2 separate regions of the Mus musculus genome follow, and region 2 is linked to region 1. Evidence: chromatin contacts called from public Hi-C data. All regions are on one chromosome and are shown on one strand. Each heading gives the region's core, a stretch centred on a gene start, on an enhancer-like site or on the middle of the called end of the contact. The rest is flanking DNA. Distances are from core to core; before and after follow the strand shown.

Evidence for each region. Hi-C and Micro-C count contacts between places; a contact is called where the count stands out from the background.
Region 2: a Hi-C map of the MNK3 cell line shows a contact between it and region 1, with 5 times the contacts expected there. The contact joins two enhancer-like sites. A contact is called at or near these places in 1 of 39 promoter capture datasets (embryonic stem cells), 3 of 484 Hi-C or Micro-C datasets (the MNK3 cell line, embryonic stem cells and nephron progenitors), 2 of 115 datasets of contacts at active chromatin or transcription factors (embryonic stem cells and stem cell-derived neural progenitor cells) and 1 of 9 other capture datasets (embryonic stem cells).

What each region holds. Positions count from the first base shown.
Region 1 is chr11:84,589,208-84,595,566 of GRCm38.p6, forward strand. No RefSeq gene overlaps it. Among named protein-coding and RNA genes, the nearest start is that of Lhx1os, 67 kb to the left of the region's middle. Within about 2 kb of position 3,919, at least 20 of the 459 cell types and tissues checked have an H3K27ac peak or open chromatin away from gene starts, as enhancers often do. A contact at or near this core is called in the MNK3 cell line, where this site is marked.
Region 2 is chr11:84,809,973-84,816,331 of GRCm38.p6, forward strand. It overlaps Mrm1 (mitochondrial rRNA methyltransferase 1), which reads right to left. Exons shown (of 5, transcript NM_145433.1): 3 at 4,936-5,068; 4 at 4,717-4,836; 5 at 3,089-4,539. The coding sequence ends at 4,460. Among named protein-coding and RNA genes, the nearest start is that of Mrm1, 6.4 kb to the right of the region's middle. Within about 2 kb of position 3,954, at least 58 of the 459 cell types and tissues checked have an H3K27ac peak or open chromatin away from gene starts, as enhancers often do. A contact at or near this core is called in the MNK3 cell line, where this site is marked.

The sequences.
Region 1 (6,359 bases), core at 2,669-5,168:
AATAAAATAAAATAAAATAAAATAAAATAAAATAAAATAAAATAAAATAAAATAATAAAATAAAATAAAAAGTAAACCTACAGTATTAAGAATCTGAATAAATAAGCCTTACCTTCAGAGGAGGTAGGGACTGGAAAGGGCCCCAAGGAAGCTTCCAGAGAACTGGAGATGTTCATCTCCTGATCAGGATGATGTAGGAACCTTTAACCATGAAGAGCCACTGACTGAGGTATGTGCACGGTCCCATATGTACAGGATGCTGCAATACAAATTTTCAAAGGCTCTTCATACTTGAGAGGGTTGAGAGGCATCTGTGAAACTCTACTCTCATTTTATGGGGAGCAGTCAGGGGGACTCACTAGCTCAGAGTCCGTGGGTGAGGCTTGGAATGCTAGCTGGGTGCTGGAAAACACAGCTTGCAGACACTATGGTCTTGGCCTGTGGCTCTTCCTAGGCTGATACTGTTCTTCTTCTACCCCAGCTCTTGGAATCACTCTCTGATTGAGTAGAGATGTATAGCTGGGCCAGGGTCTAACATTGTATGTCTGGCTCTGTACGATCTATCGAGTCATCCTTCATCCACAGTCGGAACATGGTTTGATTGACAGGACCAGGCTTGGGAAAGGGTCATGTGTTGAGGTATGGAGGGGACATGTGTTGTTGGGGGCATTCTTTCTAATGTACACTCCTGCCAGAAGATGCCTCACCCTCAGGAAGCCATGTCCATCCCTGTTGACTGGAGCAGCATCCTGTACAAATGGAAGCGCTCACACACCATAGACAGTGACTTTGCATGGTTAACAGGTTCTTACAGCCAGAAAGCCAGCCCTATGCAGCCTTGTGTTTCTAATGTGTATTCACAGAGCCTGTAACTGAGCCCTGCTTCCAGACCCTGTAGATAGGCAAGGAGTGGGAAAAGCAAAATCTGTGCTCTTGCAGGGAAACAGCTTTGGTAAAGGTAGGGGTGATAAAATGGAAAGTGTGGGTGCTAAGTAGACCAGTGCGTATGCAGAATAGTGGCATAAACCTGTACTGAGACAACAGCATTTGAGCAACGGCTCAAAGGTAGGAAGGTAGGCCTGTTCTTAATCAGTGGACAGAGCATATGGTCTTACTGGGCATAGCAAGAGGCCAGTGAGCTAGAGACAGGTGGGGTAGAGAGGAGACACCATTGTGCAGTGAGACCTGGTCTAGAAGCTCTATTTTGCACCAAGGATCCTTAGTGGCATGATCAGGATAAGTCACCTACCTAACAGGGGAGGATTAAATTCAGACACGCCTTTATTGATATGAGGGTGCCAACCCTAGTCTATCCACCTCTATTGGAACATGACTGGGAGTTCATCTGATTTACAGTTAAGTCTCAAGACCCAGAAGTGTGTCCTCCACTTGGGCTCTCCATCCAGTGGATTTGATAAGCAGTGCTGAGCCCTTAGGTGAAGCACACACATCAGGGTAAATGCAGGAAGCTTTGCGAAGGAAGCAGGCCCAGAGGATGGCAGGGAGAGCTTCCTGGAGGAGGTGCCTTTGACCTGCCAATGGGAAGGTGATAGTCACCCAAGGACCCCAGGCAGGGGAGCACAGTGATGTGTGCAAGAGCCCAGAAGCTGGGGAGAGCTAACAGTTTTGAAGGATGTCACGGTGGCTAGAAGGGAACATTAGGAGATATGCAGAGGTGTTATGGGGTGGACTCCAGTGTCAAGAATGGGTGAGCTAGGAGGAAATGTCGAAGATCAGTAAGAAGAGCAGGTGGTACTTGTGTACCTAGCAAAGTACCCAACACATAAAAGCAAAGTAGAGGGAGGTAGGGAGGGAGGGAGGGAAACTGAAGGAGGGAAATCACAGCAGCCAGCAGTAAACAGGCCGGTCCCACCTTGTTTTCAGTAGCAGTGCTGACTGTAGCTCCTGTACAACCCTGAGCTCCAGGTATGACCCCTGGAAGTTTGTGCCCCAAGGCTCCTTTTTGGCCTCTAAGGGTGGAGTCAGTGCTGTTCCTTCAGCACCTGCTGTGGGGGCGGAGCAGGGCAGGCAGCCCCGGCTCTCTGCAGTGGACACAACGTTCTGGTTCAGTGGAAGGACCTTAGATGCACAGACAAGGACACAGCAGTAAAGGATGATGTGGCCGAACCCCCTGGTTCCGTGGTGAGCAGACCCCAGGTGTGTGATCGGGAGCAGTTAAATTTCATCATTACCCTTTCTCCAATGGTGTTTTTTATAGTCTTTTTTACTACTGGCACTAAAGGTTCTGGACTCATCCTGGCGGAGTGGAGGACATCACTCGTCGAGCTGACTGCTCTGTGATATAAAAAAATGACAAGTCCTGGCTTAATCTTTCTGATAACTGTGTTCCGTGCCCCCATCCATCTCCACGGAGGGGTCTGGGCGAAGCTGGAGACAAGAGCATCTCAGCATTTAAGAATGAAAAATTAAGTGGCCTTTTTAAGCACAGCGTGGAGCCTCGTGGCTTGGTGCTGTTCTACAGATGGACCCCCCACCTCCTGGGTGAGGAAAGAGGGGAGGGGAGCAAATCTTGACAGGCAGGGACTGCTTCCTGACATGGTCTGGGGGAGTGATCCCACGTGGTATCACAGGATTGTCTGTGTGAATGTATACTTGAAAATGTGTACATTTTGTGTCCGTCTCATTAACCTCTATGTGTCTGAGCATCTATCCCCACTCTGGGAGCCTGGGAAGGACCCTACACTGCAAACCAAGAGGCCTAGGTTTGGATAGGTGAGATGGCTCAGTGGGTAGAGATGCTTGCCTCCAAATCTGACTCTCTGAGTTCAATCTCAGGGGCTCACATGGCAGAAGGAAAGAATCGATTCCTGTAAGTTGTCTTCTGACCTACCCACACATTCTATACACATGCACACACTCAATAATTGTGATAAGAATACCTAAGTGACCCAGGGTTTCATTCTTGTGACTGCTTTAGTTAACAGTGAGTTCTTTTGGCGAGTAAAAACTGACCCCCAGTTTTCTCCTCTAGCATTCTCTAGCTCATGTTCTCGCTCACTGGCTGCTAGATTCTGGGCATGGTTCATCTCTACACTGGCCCTCTTTGTCTCTGTCTATCTTATGAGACCGACATGGTAGAGGTGATAGACTAGAGAACATGGGTGCGTAGCAGACCAGTACGTATGCAGAATAGTGGCATAAACCTGTACTGAGACAGCAGCATTTGAGCAACGGCTCAAAGGTAGGAAGGTGGGCCTGCTTTAGATCACCAAGGATGCTAAGAACTGGGAGCTGGTAAGCCAGGAAAACAGCCATCCCAACCTTGACGCGAAAGACAGCTTCCAGGAGTGGTTCAAAGGTCCTTGGACCCAGGAGGGCAGATGCTGGTCTTCAGGTCCTAGGAACACCCAGATATGGGCACAGGTTTGGGGACAAAGGTAAGCAGGGTTTAGAACCTTTATGCCTAGACTCTAGTTGTGACTTGTGATCTTCAGACTCAGCTACCTTACCTGGAGAATGGAAGCAAAGGCAGCATTAGATCAAATACATAGAAAGTACTCAGTAAACACTGGTGTTCCTGAGTAAGAATCCCCCCACTCCCACACTCACATACACACACACACACACACACACCCTTTAAGTGGAATTTGCCTGTCTGTCACTTCCTAATCTCATCTCTGATGCCTTCTTGTCCTCCTTGTAGAACCGCAGCAAAGGGGACAAATGGCTGTCTGGCTTTTGATTCGAGATGCAAATGAGGAAGGGAGGGGAAGGCGAGTTGGCAGGCCCTGACTACCAGAGGACTTGTTTGTTCCTGAAAGGGCCAAACATTTGTTGCAAACAACAGCCACCTTAACAAAACCCTGTGAAACTTTCAGCAGTACCCTCCCCCACCTCCCCTGCAATCCCTTTATCACCAGCGCCTGTGGTTTGGAGAACAAGATGCCAAGCTGATAGGCCCTGGTTATCTGGGGCAGGTGGTGTTTATCTGGGACGTTTCCCCAGGCCAGGTCCCCATTGGCCTGGTGTTATCTGGACCACAGAGGGAGGGCTGGAACTTGGGTCCCCTCCCACACTGAGCAGAGTCATGGGGGCAGGCGCTTCAGATGGCAAAAGAACTGGGCAACATGGGGGCTCTCCCCTACCCAGGAAGGTTAGTGATTAAAAACTACCTGGTTAAGAATGGGAAGTTCCTATGGCAATTGCATATGGCTCTGGAAACCCTTGCCAAAGGGTAAACAGGGGGGTAGGAGTGTCTACCCTATTTTACAGATGCTGTGACCTAGATAGACATCACTGCCCAAAGATGCCCGGTCCTGTAAACCATTCCAAGATTGCAACTCTCAGAGTCTCCTGTCTCCAAAACACTGAGTGCAAGATACATACTATGACCATGGCTGAGTGCATCCCAATCCCTACAAAGGAAGAATACCAGAATACCCTAGCATTCACAGGAACATTCGCTTTATTATTCCATCTCCCTTCTGCTTCCACAGGGCTGGCTCTCTCTCTCTCTCTCTCTCTCTCTCTCTCTCTCTCTCTCTCTCCTTATGAATGTAAGGTCTCAAGTAGCTCTGGTTAGCCTTCACTCAACACGAGGTTGAAGATAACCTTGACTTTTTGAGTCCTCTGCCTCTACCTCTCAAGTGCTGGGATTATAGACCTTATGCAGGGCTAGAGATCAAACTCAGGGCAAAGGTTTACAAGCCCAGTCATATCCTCAGTAGTCCCATTAGTGTGTGCGCGCGTGAGTGCGTGCGTGCGTGCGTGTGTGCATGTAAGTGGCCACACGTGAGTGGCCACATGCATAATATGTGTCTATGATGTGTGTGAATACAGGTTTGTATGTGCCATGGTGTGTATGTGGAGGTCACAGGACAGCCACAGGCGTGGTTTGAGTTCTACCTTTCTGAGGGTCCTTTTGTTGTTGTTAGCTGCGCCATGAGCAAGGCTAGTTGGCCCATGAGCATCGCAGATTCTCCTCCCATCTGTCCATAGGAACACTGGTTCCTAGGAAAAGCTTGGAATCGGACTCCAGGAATTGAAACTCAAGTCCTCAGTCTGCACGGTAGTCGTTTACCCACTAAATCATCAGTCCCCTTTCCTTATTATTATTATTATTATTATTACATGAGGAAATAAAGATACAAAGAGGTACCGTCACCTTACTCACCTTATGGCCCAGCTGGGACTTTGAACCCAGTTCCCTGGTTCCTGTCTCTCAGTAGCCCTGCCCCTCTGCATCTCCAAGGCCCCCAGTGAAGAGGGCTTTCCCTGGCTTCTAACTTGTGAAGGCAACCACCATCTGTGCCACTCATGTGGTCCTTAATCATTTACTGCCCTTGCAAACAGCCTTCGGTTAAAAACAATCAAGTTCTGCCTTGGACACATCAGACTTTGTGTTGCTGCTGTTTGCACACATGGCCCATCTCCCCTGCTGACTGGAAGAGCCTGGAGGGCAAGAGCCAGGTGTCTGCAGAGCTCCGTCCTCCCCTCTGCTGCTCACATGCTGGGAGTGTTTGGGGAACGAATTCACAAACTTGGACTTAGTGCTTATAACACTAGCTAGTGAAGAGCCGTGGGGGGCAGGGGGTAGGGAACTATGCTGTGTAGGACCAAAGTGAAAACCAGACTCTCTACTTCAGCCTCTTGTTTCAAGGAGGCTTGTGCTCTGGTATCTGTGTGTAGGCAAGTGGCACGTCGAAGTCAGATACCAGATGCTTCTCCTTATAATTTCCAGTTTCTGCCCCCTACCCAGCCCGAGGTGCCTCTGAAGGGATGTGACTGTCTTCTGGGTTAAGCAACCGCCATCTTGGGGAGTTCAGATGTACACCTCTTGCAAAACCTCCTGGCTGGGCTAACTATTGACACCCCTTCATAGAGGGGTGGAGAGGATCACGAGGCCTTCACCTGCATGTCCAGATGGTCCATAGAACCTGTTTTACGAGACTCTGCCTTAGTTGCATGTGGCCTCTCAGAGGGGCTAGAATATAGAAGCTGGGACAGGGAAGCCCTCATCCCTGTTGGGTAAAGACTTTCTAAGCATGACCTGTTGGGGGAAAGAGCATCCACACCCCTGTAAATATCCCCTTACTTATGCTTTATAAGGAAGCCCAGTAAAGGCATTGATTCTCCAGAGGGAACTTTGGCAAAAACCCTGCCTCTGGACCTTAGGGTAGACACTTCCCCCCTAGGAAGGAATTTAGTAACAGCTAGGAAAGTATTGCCTCTTAACCTGTCTCCTTGCCTCCAGACTCCTTTCTAGTTGCAATGAGAGGAATCTTGTGCAAGCATATACACATGTGTGCCCAAGTGTGTGGAGACCAAAGGACAACCTTAGCATCATTCCTCAGTAAACAATCTACTTTGCTTTCAGAGAGAGCATTTCTCACCGGCCA
Region 2 (6,359 bases), core at 2,704-5,203, 220 kb after region 1:
ACCATGAAAACCAAGACCTGGATTTTTTTTTTTTTAAAGATTTATCTATTTATTTCATGTATGTGGGTATACTGTCACTGTCTTCAAACACAGCAAAACCTGGCATTAGATGCCCATTATAGATGGTTGTGAGCCACCATGTGGTTGCTGGGAATTGAACTCAGGACCTCTGGAAGAGCAGTCAGTGCTCTTAACCGCTGAGCCATCTCTCGAGCCCGACCTGGATTTTAGAAAAGATTTATGTTTATTTGTATATGTATGAACGTTTTGCCTACATGTGTGTCTGCACCATGTGGGTGCCTGGTACCAGAAGAGGGCGTTAGATCCTCTAAGACTGGAGCTACAGATGGCTGTGAGCTGCCATTGAACCTGGAAGTGCAGCCAGTGAGCTTAGCTGATGAACTATTTCTCCAGCCCAGTTTGCTGTCTTATACACCCTAGGATCACAAGTGGGCAGGGCTCTCCCACAGCAACAATTCATCAAGAGAAGGCCCTCAGACTTTGCCACCAAGACAATCTGGTGGAGGGAGGCATTTTCTCAGTTGTGGTTCCCTCTTCCCAGAAGACTCTCATTTATATTGACAAAAAAAAAAAAAAAAAAAAAAAAAACCAGCCAGCACAGTTGTAGACAATCTCTTAAGGACTTTAGTTCACACAGAGGGAGTCCCTTGAAGTCTTCCTGGGAGCACAGAACCTAAGGTTTGGGGTGCTTTCCCAACCTTCTTAATATAAACAATCCTAATACCTAATAGGGTGCAGGACAGCTTAATTTTATTACCGGCTGCACTGAAGGTAAGCCTATAATGGTATGCCCAACGCAAGATCATCCTGAGAGTCACTAAGCACCATCCAGGAAGATGGGAATAACACACATCCCCCCTTTTAAAACAAAACAAACAAACAAAAACAAAACAAAACAAAAACAGTATTGCTATAGTCTGATACTGGCTATGCAAAACATATTATCTCAAACTCATTAACACCCTGCTACCTCAGCCTCCTGAGTGTTGGGATTATAGGCATGCATCACCATGCCAAGCGAGTCAGTGATTCCTGAACTCAGAGGCACGACACCCATGAGGGACCTTTAAAAAAAAATACTGACCCATTGTACATGGCACAGAGACACAAAACCACACACACATAAAAAATTAAAACTGGGGCTGGAGAGATGGCTCAGCAGTTAAGAGCACTGACCACTCTTCCAGACGTCCTGAGTTCAATTCCCAGCAATTACATAGTGGATCACAACCATCTGTAATGGGATCCAATGCCCTCTTCTGGTATGTTTGAATACAGGGACAATATACTTACATAGAGACAAATAAATACATCTTTTTTTTTTTTAATTAAAACTGTGTTTATTTGTTTGTTTGAAACAGGTGTAGCCCTGGCTGTCCTGGAACTTGATTTGGCCTTGAAAGAGATCTGCCCACCTCTGCCTCTGGAGTGCAGGGATTAAAGGCAGGTATATCATGCCTGGCAAAATTAAAATATTTACAAAAGAAAGGAAAAGGAGGGGCTTAAGAGCTGCTTCCATGTACTGTATGGTTTGCAGAGCACCTGAGTTGGTTCCTACCACCCATGGCCAGCATCTTACAACCACCTGTCGCTGGCTCACCCTCTTCTGGACTCTGAAGGCATAGACTCGCAGAGCCACACAGACACACACATAATAAAAAGTAATCTTGAAAGAAAACAAACAAGAAGAAATATGCATCGGGTCTGGTGGCTTAGGCTGATAATCCTAGGTCTTCAGGAACCTGAGGCAGGGGGATTGCATGTCCAAAGCCTGCTTGGGATAGAGGATAAATTCAAGACCAGCCAGGGACCCTGTTTCCAAAAAAATAAAGAGGGTTGACAATATAGGTGAGTGGTCAAGTTTACCTAGTAAGAGTGTGACCCTGGGTTCAATCTCCAGGACCTCCAAAAGAGAAAAAGTGGGGCAGGTCGGGTGACTCAGTGGGTAAAAGCACTTGTCCTGAGGCCTGGCGACCTGAGTTCAATCCCCTGAACCCACATGGTAAAAGAAAAGAACTGACTCCAGCAAGTTGTCCTTTGACCTCCACCTGTGTGTCGCATGCACACGTTCATGAACATGCACTCACACGCGCACACACACTCTAGAGTGAGAGAAAGAAGAAAGAAAGGCAAGAATGTTACCAGGCTCCTTCCCTGGAGACATCTATTTATTTTTAAAGGTTTACTTATTTGTGTATATGGTGTTTTGCCTGCATGTACATTTGCACACCAGAAGAGGGCATCTGATCCCATTACAAGATGGTTGTGAGGCACCACGTGGGTGCTGGGAATGAACTCAGGACCTCAGGAAGAGCAGCCACTGCTCTAACCACTGAGCCATCTCTCCAGTCCCAGGACACTATTTAATTGATCTAGTGACCCTGGGCTTTAAGAGCTCTTCCCTACCCCATGGCTCCAAGGCCAGGCAATGTTAAAAACCTCTATATGAGTTAATAAAAATAAGAAAACAATACAAAAGGAAAAAAATCCCTGCCCTAGGCTCTTGAGTGAGGGAGCACATTGTTGGACTCGAGCTTGGTGGACCTTGGCGCATCTGTGGCAGTTGGGGACACACGGAGAAGGGCGCTGACAAAAGGGTTCACTGTCTTTCTTGGGTGGAAAGCTTTAAGGCAATTGTGGGCCCTGTGACGGTTCATCTTTATTGTTTGCCTGGGTTTGGAATCACCTGGGAGACACACCTGGGGGCATGGCTGTGAGGGTGTTCCAGGGAGGACTCAGGGATGACTCTCCCTGAGTGTGGGGAGCATTGTGCCATGGCTGGAGTCCTGGGCTAAATGAAAAGGGAAAAGGGAGCATCAGCACCCTTCACCCCACTTCCTGCCGTGATGGGGTGCACTGCCTCACACCCATCCTGCTGCTGTGTCTTCCCTGGTATGATGAATTGACAGTATTTCCTCAAACTCAAACCCTTCCCTTAGATGTTTCTGTCAGGCATTTCCCAAACAGCAACAAGACACGTTACTACTATAGGTCCTCTGTAAACAGATTCAAATTTTGTAGTAAGTGTACATAGCTGTTAGGAACCTACAAATCAACTCCAGGGAGATTACAGAGGAAAGGAGTGTTTATTTATTGAGCACCTACTACATACATCTTCCGAGGATATAAAGGAGGCATGGAGGCAACTCACCCCAACTCTTACAACATCCAGGATTCCAATTCAAGGGTTGCTGTCCTCCCATCCCACCCTCAGGGCTGTCGGTCAGATACCCGTCCATGTGTGGAGACAGTTTTGGTTTCATAATGAGAGATAGGGTGCAGACTTCTTGCCATCTGGTGGATACCTCTCACGATGCTCAGGACGGTTCCTACAACAGAGAATTATCCAGCCTAGGGCTCAGATGTAGCTCTGTTGGCAGAGTGAATGCCAGCTTGCACAAAGCTCTGGGATCTATCCTCAGCAACATATAAATTGGGCATAGTGGGGTAAGAGGATCAAAAGTTCAAGGTTATCCTCGGCTAAATAGCAAGTTTCAGGAGACCATAGATACACAGAACTGCCTCAAAAACAAAAAGAAATGGTACTGCCCAGGGTGTTCCTGCCCTTCCCAGCAGCACACAGTAGCTGCTGTGTTGGCCTTGTTCCTTTAAAGCTTATTAGGTGTTCCAGCATGCAGCCCAGAGTGAAACCACTACTTGGCAATATCACTTCTGCTCCACTTGTGGGACTCTAGAGGACGGGGCAAGCCTAGTCGGATTCCACAAAAGTAATCCTGATTTCACAGCCTCTCAGACTCAAAGAGGCAACAAGGGCCTGGGATCACAGGTTCCCTCCACGGGGCTGGACTGGCCAGTGTCTAGAAGCTGTTGGCTATTTTCCCTATCTCTAAGCCTTCCACTCCCACCTCCACAGAGGGCTCTCCTTGCAAGGGGCCTGCAAAACCATGGTGCAAAGAGCAAGACTGCCACCTAATGGAGAGACTGGGCATGACAGCTCAGCGGCTCAGGGCTCGCTGATGAGATCTGGTGTCCTATCCCCATCATCCCAAGAGACAGGAATATGCATCTGTTCAGTCAGCTTCCCTCTACAAACTCACCCTCACATCCCACACACCCTGCGCTGGACTGCCTTGCTCCTCCGCATGCCAAGAACAGCCCCCTGACTTCCACTGGGATCCAGGACAGATACTGTCTGTCCTAACCCGTCCTGGAAACTAGCGAACTACCATTTCCAACTGGATACGAAACTTCTTTTGGTCTCTAAAGTTCTCCTGACTGTAGCCAGTAAACAGGCTCTTACAAGTAGAGGGCCCATTACATCCAAGCCTGAGGACGGATGTGTGACTCATTGCGGTTCCTACACACGCACATCTCAGACAGTCAATGTCAGCCCACATTTGGCCGGTTTTTCTGACCACAGTGGTAGTAGTCCTGGGTACTGGGCCTCTCTGAGTCCTTCAGACGTAGCTAAGGGTTCTCAGGAGTCTTGGAGAAGTTGTCCTCTCTCCTGTACAGGGAAACCCTTCTTCTGACTGCAAATGGAGTGTAGAAGAATACCTAAAGGCAAGAAGAGGATAGGGTTACAACACAGGCAGGGCACGCTTGCTTTACACACACAAGGGAAGCACAGAGCGGGAAGCTTGTTCAGGTTAAATCAATCAGAAAACGGGAGGGGAGGGGAGGGGAGGGGAGGGAAGGGGAGGGGAGGGAAGGGGAGGGGAGGGGTAGACTCACCTGTGGCCACAGATACATTCAAGGACTCAAGACCAGGAGGCAGGTGGCGTCTGGGCAGAATAGTAAGGAGCAGCTGGCAGGAGGCAAAAACCTCCTGGGACAGACCAGAGCCCTCACTGCCTGCAGAACACGAGACAGTATTAGCCAGATGTCCACATGCAAATGATGTCCACATGCAGATGACATCAGCAAATATAAAAGCAGGTATACCCTACCTACCCAGCACCAGGAGGGTAGGCCGGTCCCAGACGAACTCTAAGCAGCTAGTGATGGGGACCTTGGAGGACTGGGAGATCTCAGGACCTGGGCAGCCCACTGTGCCCACCACGAGCCACCCCTGCTGGGCCTTGGCCTAGAAGAGGAAAGAAAATGCCATGTGCTGGTGCACCGAATCTTCATCAGAGCTACACGGTCAAGGACAGGTCCAGCCTTGCACACGCACATTCACTGAGAAATGTCTTCAACTTAGGAAGTCAGCCAGGACCTCTACCTGGTCTGGATTTGCTCTGGGCACTAAGGTCAAGAACATACAGACTAAAATCCCAGCTGTGGGACACAGTGATGGTAGAAGTCCCCTTTGAAGCGATGGCAAAAAGACGGGTCTGAAGATAACTAACGAGTAAGTTCTCATAGACAGTGGGAGAAGGTTACAGACTTCCAGGAAGATCTGCAAGTATGGAGGCACGAAGACCCCACCCACCTGTCATACCTAAAGACTATTAAGTTGGCCAGTGGCAGGACAATGATCACATAGGGTTAGGTCTCAAGGGTCACTGGAAACATAGGGCTTTTATACTAATAAAAAAAGCTTTGAACAGTTGTCTTAGTTTTTAAGATATGAGCTCATGAGCTGGAGAGATGGCTCAGTGGTTTAGAGCACTAACTGCTCTTTCAGAGGTCCTGAATTCAATTTCAAGCAACCACACCATGGCTCACAACCATCTGTAATGGGATCTGATGCTCGCTTCTGGGGTGTCTGAAGAGAGTGACAGTGTACTCATATACATCATATATATATATATCTCCCAGGCTGGCCTGAACCCATGGTGATCTTCCTGTCTTAAGTTTCTCAATCAAGTACTGGGATTACAAGTATGAACCACAGACCTAGTGCTTTGAAAGGTTATGAGCCAAGTGACGCAGTGTGACTCGGGCCTCAGCAGAATCATTATGCCTGCCATGCTGAGGCCCAAGCCCCAGTCCAGGGAGCTGGGGACTCCGACAAGGGTAGCAGAGGAAACAGTGAGAAATGGGGATGGTGTGACAGTAACTCCAAGGACAAGGATCTGGGGACATAGCTGTGGGATCAAGAAGTCAGAGGTAATGTCTGGGCTGGACAACTGAGCTGGGCAGGTCCTAGAAAAACAGATAGCCATGGTCAGACCTGGAAACAAGGAGTCTGAAATGCCCACTGTGGGAGCGGAGGGAGAGAGCTGTGTAGCAGAGGAGTGGAGTAATCTGGAACTGGGGAATGGAAAGTCAGGAGTACCCTTTTTCTTTTTCTCTCTGCCCTTTCCCCCCTCCCCTTTCCCCATGGCCACTTCCCTGGCCTTGGTCCTTGGGGACAGTGAACTCAAAATAAACCTGCCTTTAATTTAAAAAAAAAAAAAGAAGAAGAAGAAGAAAGAAAGTCAGGAGTTTAA